Linked DNA regions of Mus musculus: region 1 is linked to region 2. Evidence: chromatin contacts called from public Hi-C data. All regions are on one chromosome and are shown on one strand. Each heading gives the region's core, a stretch centred on a gene start, on an enhancer-like site or on the middle of the called end of the contact. The rest is flanking DNA. Distances are from core to core; before and after follow the strand shown.

Region 1 (3,202 bases), core at 84-2,583, 110 kb before region 2:
AGAGGGAGGTAATGGTTGCCTTTAGTGGTTGGGGAAGTGGTGTTTTAAGAAATGAGAGAGCAGCCGGGCGTGGTGGCGCACGCCTTTAATCCCAGCACTCGGGAGGCAGAGGCAGGTGGATTTCTGAGTTCGAGGCCAGCCTGGTCTACAAAGTGATTGCCAGGACAGCCAGGGCTACACAGAGAAACCCTGTCTCAAAAAAAACAAAAAACAAAAAAAACAAAACAAAAGAAATGAGAGAGCAAAGTCGGGCAGTGGTGGTGCACGCCTTTAATCCCAGCACTTGGGAGGCAGAGGCAGGTGGATTTCTGAGTTCAAGGCCAGCCTGGTCTACAGAGTGAGTTCCAGGACAGAGTGAGGACACAGAAACCTTCAGGCTCTGTAGACTAGACTGGCCTCTAAACTCAAGAGATCCTCCTGCCTCTGCCTTCCCCAAGTGCTGGGATTAGAGGCGTGGGCCACCACACCTGGATAAAATAAGGCATTTCAATGTAAAAGTTCCAGGACAGCCAGGGCTATACAGAGAACCAAAAACAAAAAACAAAAAACAAAAACAAAAAAAAACAAAAAAAAACAGGGGCTGGAGAGATGGCTCAGCAGTTAAGAGCACTGACTGCTCTTCAGAGGTCCTGAGTTCAATTTCCAGCAACCATGTGGCCCATTTCTGGTGTGTCTGTGTGGCCCTGGCTGCCACACAGTCTGTCCTGGAACTCAGAGATTCCCTTGCTTCTGCCTTCCAAGTGCTTGGGATCAAATGTGTGTGCATCACTGCCTGGCTTTTGTTTTCTTTTCTTTTCTTTTCTTTTTTTTTTTTTTGAACTTTTTAAAACTTTACCTCCTCTTTAGTTTTTTGTTTTGTCTTTAAGACAGTTATTTTAGGGGCTAGAGAAACCCTGTCTTGGAGAAAAAAAAAAGACAAGAAAAATAGATGTATATACAACATAGATACATTTGAAGATAAATAAAAATCAAGCTGGAGGCAGTGGATGAGGTAGCCTTGCCTTTTAACCCGGCACTCAGTTGGCAGAGACAGATGATCTCTGAGCTTCAGGCTAGCCTGGTCTACAAGGTGAGGAGTTTCAGTTCAGCCAGGGATATAATCCCTGATCATTATATTTTTAAAAAACATCTACTTCGTACACATTGGACGTGCTGATGAGTAAGTGGTCGGGGTCTCGAGAGGGTTGTATGGGATAGCTAACATGGTGAGGACAGCTTTGTTCTGCCCTTTGCTGTAGCAGTAAGTACAAGTTCCTAATGTTGGGATACCCACCTCTGCTGCTGTCACGATTCCAAGGACAGTTGGATCCTGACATAGAGCCAGAAGCCAGGGAGCCCAGCCAGTGGTGGCGTGTACCCAAGCTTCCTCCCTGGACAGTAAGTCATTGTTTCTCTTAGATATATTTCTCTATTTCTGGAAGCATGGAATGTGCACCTCTTGGAATCAGGAGCTAGCATTCAGTACTTTTCCTTGGGGCACGGAAATGCCAAGGTGTGTGATAGGGTTAACCTTGAAGGCCAATTTGATGGGATCTGACATCAAATGAGAGATACACGCCTCAGGTCTGTGAGGACTTTTCCAGAACGGATTAGCTGGGAGAAATAAACCCTTCACCAGAGAAGGCAGACTACGGGAGGGGAGAGACCCTCCCTCTGAGAGGATACCACGTTATCAGCACAGATACAAAGCTATCTGAGGGAAAGCAGACTTGTCCACGGGCTGTGCTTTCACTGGTGGGTGTGTCCATCTCTGCAGCTATTGTTACCTTTGTGGACATGAGACCTCTGATGCCTTCCGACATGGGCACCTGCAGCGCCAGCTTGGGTCTACGGAGGCATCAGTTTACTGAGGAGTTCTGGGTTCTCAGCCTCTCTAGCACCCTGTGTGGACTGTGTTATTGGACTCCCTAGCCCCTATCGTGTATGCCACCCTAGTTAATGCCCCTCTAGCGCTTGTTTTTTTTTTTTTTTTTTTTTTTTGGTTTTTGAGACAGGGTTTCTCTGTGTAGCCTTGGCTGTCCTGGAGCTCACTCTGTAGAGCAGGCTGGCCTTAAACTCAGAAATCCACCTGCCTCTGTCTCCCGAGTGCTGGGATTAAAGGCGTGCACTACCACGCCCGACTTAGCGCTTGGTTTTTATTTGTATGTATGTTTCTGTGTCTCTGCTATGTGTGTGCAGTAACTCTGGAGGCCAAAAAACGCTGTCAAGAGCCCCGGGGCTGGAGCAGCTGTGGGTTTCCCAACCCCGAGTCCGGTCCCCTGTAAAAATTGCCGGCACTCTGTGCTGCTGAGACATCTCCCTAGCCCCTAAGTTTATAATGTATGTGTACTCTACCAGTTCTGTTCCTCTCTACAACCTTCCTACGACAGGAAGGACGCGGAGGAAGTGAAGTCCAGGGCGTATGTGTGAAGCCCGGAGGACAATTTCGTGGACTCCGTTTTCTGTTGCTACCTTTACCTGGTTGCAGGGATCAGCGTCAGGCCATCTGAACCGTGTGAATCGCCACTTTCTCACTCCTAATGCCTTGGTGTGTACCGTTCACCAAATAAAACATTGGAAGTGGGAAAGGTAGAGTTCAAACACCAACCAGAAAAAGAAAAACCAGCCGGGCGTGGTGGCGCACGCCTTTAGTCCCAGCACTCGGGAAGCAGAGAGGCAGATATCTGAGTTCGAGGCCAGCGTGGGCTACAAAGTGAGTTCCAGGACAGCCAGGGCTACACAGAGAAACCCTGTCTCAAAGAAATACTGAAGCTAAGAAGAAAAGCTGAGCCGGTTCCTGAGACAGAGGCAGAGGTAGAAGAGGCATTAAACAGGAATCAGTGTGTGAATGGGCAGAATGGCCTCAGACACCCCCACTGAGTCAACCAGAAACTCCCTAAAGACAATGGGAGATTTCGTTTTCTTTTTCCCCACAGTATAATTATATTTTTATACTATAATATACTTATATACGGTAAATTATTTCACAGTATAATTATATTTCATAAAAGCATAAGAAAGCTGTATAGAAGCTTATAGAAAAACAACTTTAAGTCTGGAACAATAGTAGGAAATTGTTGCCTGCTATCATTTTAATTTTTTAAATATGTTCTCTGTGAGTATGAAACTCTTGCCTGTATGCAGGTGTGTGCACCATAGGAGGGTCTGTTGGTTTTGTGGAACTGAGGTTATGGGTGGTTGTGAGCTACCATGAGGGTTCTGG
Region 2 (2,783 bases), core at 86-2,585:
GCTCCTTCTCCCTCTAACTCAGTTGTTCTCAACCTTCCTAATGCTGTGAGCCTCTAATTCAGTTCCCCATGTTGTGGTGACCTTGACCCATAAGGACACCACAAGAAAACCCACAGAATCAACTAACCTGGTCTCATAGAGGGTCCCTGAGACTGAACTAGAGACCAGGGACCCTGCATGGATCTGACCTAGGCCCTCTGTATATATGTTATGGTTGTGTAGTTTGGTTTTCTTGTGGTACTCCTCTGACAGTGGGAGCAGGGGCTGTCCCTGACTCTTTTGCCTGATTTTGGAACCCTTTTCCTCCTACTGGGTTGCCTTGTCCAGCCTTAATATGAGGGGAGGTGCCTAGTCTTATTGTAGCTTTATATGCCGTGTTTGGCTGATATCCCCTGGAGGCCTGCCCTTTTCTGAAGGGAAAGGAGAAGGAATGGATGGGAGAGAGTGTCTGGGAGGAGAGGAGACGGGAAACTGTGCTTGGGGTGTAATGTATGAGAGAAGAATAAGTAAGAAAAATTGTTTTGGTTGCTACTTTATATCTGTAATTTTGCGACTGTTCTGAATCATAATGTAAACGTCTGTGTTTTGTGATGGCCTTAGGTGTGACCCCTGTGAGAGAATCATTTGATCCAGAAGGGAATTGAGATTAGGAACCATCGCTCTTACCTCTTGAGCCCTGAGATTACAGGTGCATGTCCTTATGCCTCATTTGTGTGGTGCAGGAGAGCAGACACAGGGCGTTGAGTGTACTAGGAAAGTACAGTATGAACTGAGCTACAATCCCAGCCCTCTGATTGCAGGTGGACTTTAACTTTTGTTTAAAACTTTCATTCTCTCTTCCAAGTCCAAAGTACTAAGCAAGCAGCATAATTTATAACTTGCCAGCTATGCAGAACGGTTACTTGTATGTGTGTATGTGTTGTTTGTGCATATGTGTGCATGTGTATACATATATATGTACAGGCTGAAGGCAGGCATCAAGTGCCATCCTCAGTTTTCTCCATCTGACCAGGCTGGCCTCAAATTCAACAGAGATTTCCCTGATGCTGCCTCCTGAGTTCTGGGATTAAACATGTGTGACACTATACTGGTCCTCGTTTTGTTTGTTTGTTTGATTTTTTTATTTAAGATTTAAAAAACTGAATATGTGTATTTATGTTTATATTGGTGATTGTATGTAAGTGCAATTGAATCCCTTGGAGCTAGAGTTACAGGCAGTTGTGAGCCCCCTGGTATGGATGTTGGGAACTGAACTCTGGTCCTCTGCAGGCGGTGGTATTGAGAGCAGCTGAGTCATCCAGCTCTTTTACAATTAGTTCTTTGAAACAGGGTTCACTGAACTTGGAAGCTCACTGATTGGGCTAGCCTGGCTAGCCGAGTGAACACCGGGGTTCCGCCTGTGGTTAACCAACACTAGGCTTAGAGACTTGTATCACCGCACCTGTTTTTTACATTAGGACTGGGCATCCAAACTCAAGCTCTCAACTTGCATGCTAAGCACATTATCAACTGGGCTATCCTTCCTCCCATGACAGATCCTCTGTAAGGTGCTTTGCTATAAAGTTATGGCTAGATTTTGCTTCCAGAGCAAGTTAGAAAATCAGGATTTGAGCAGTATAATTTTATATATTTTATTTGCAGCCTTAATTTAAAAGTTGACTTTGTATTTCTGTGACAAAGTACTCCAAAGAAACCAGAAAAGGAGGGAATATTGACTCATAGTTTCAAATATTTTAGGCCATGGTCGTTTGGCTTTTGTGTTTCTGAGCCTGTATGGAGGCAAAGGATCATAGTGGAGAAGGGATGGTAGAGCAGAACTGTTTGTCTCATGGCAGCAAGTAAGCAGAGAGAGTGAGGAGGAGCCTGTGGACAATCTTTCAAGGCACTGCACTTCCCGGTGACTTACTTACTTTTACTAGGTCCCACCTCCTAACAGGCCATGTAGCTATGAACCCGTTAGTGGACTAATCCATTGGTCAGGTTCGCTCCCTTGTGGTCCAGTTACCTCTCATTAACACCAGCAGCTGAGGACCAAGTCTTCATCACATAGGAGGGTTTGAGAACTACAGAGCCAATCTGTAACACCTACTAAACTAGACCTGGCTATCAAAGAGCTAGTTCTGTACTGACGTAGGTTCACAAGAGTAAATATCATTTGAAGCAAGATATATAGAAAGCACCAGAAGAAAGTAGATTGAGTCTTGAGGATGGATTTGAATAGTCTTTCTACAATTCTAGTCTCTAGAGTCCTTTTTTTTTTTAACCTTCCTATCTTCCTCCTAAATACTTATATATTTTCCTGTTTAGACCCAATGGATGTCAAAGAGAAAGAAATGACCTTATAAAATTCATTTGTGTGGAGAACTTGAAGTTACTTCGGAACTTGATAACTTTTAGAACCATACTCTGTTTCCCTAAAGAACCTCCTAATTTTTTTAAGCCTGATAGTGGTGGTGCATGCCTTTAATCCCAGCACTCAGGAGTCAGAGACAGGTGGATCTTTGATTTGAGGCTAGCCTGGTCTACAGATCAAGTTCAAGGACAGCCAGAGAGCTACACAGAGAAACCCTGTCTCAAAATCAAAACAAGTGAAAAAGAATTCTCCTCTAATTTTTTGTTTTGTTTGGTTTCTGAAACAAGGTCTTGCTTTATAAGCCCAGCTTTCCTGAAATTCACTCTGTGGCACAAGTTGGCCGTGAACTCAGTCCTATTGGTTCCCCCTCTAGAGTTGTGGAGTTACAGGCATATGCCAATATCTGGGTGTAAGAACACCAACATTTTGT

Evidence for each region. A called contact is a pair of places that touch in the nucleus more often than the background predicts.
Region 1: a contact with region 2 is called in a Hi-C map of liver, with 1.9 times the contacts expected there. The contact joins two enhancer-like sites. A contact is called at or near these places in 4 of 484 Hi-C or Micro-C datasets (embryonic fibroblasts, embryonic stem cells and liver) and 1 of 115 datasets of contacts at active chromatin or transcription factors (embryonic stem cells).

The regions. Positions count from the first base shown.
Region 1 is chr19:46,086,753-46,089,954 of GRCm38.p6, forward strand. No RefSeq gene overlaps it. Among named protein-coding and RNA genes, the nearest start is that of Nolc1, 13 kb to the left of the region's middle. Within about 2 kb of position 1,334, at least 11 of the 459 cell types and tissues checked have an H3K27ac peak or open chromatin away from gene starts, as enhancers often do. A contact at or near this core is called in liver, where this site is marked.
Region 2 is chr19:46,197,711-46,200,493 of GRCm38.p6, forward strand. All of the region lies in intron 3 of Gbf1 (golgi-specific brefeldin A-resistance factor 1), which reads left to right. Among named protein-coding and RNA genes, the nearest start is that of Gbf1, 47 kb to the left of the region's middle. Within about 2 kb of position 1,336, at least 32 of the 459 cell types and tissues checked have an H3K27ac peak or open chromatin away from gene starts, as enhancers often do. A contact at or near this core is called in liver, where this site is marked.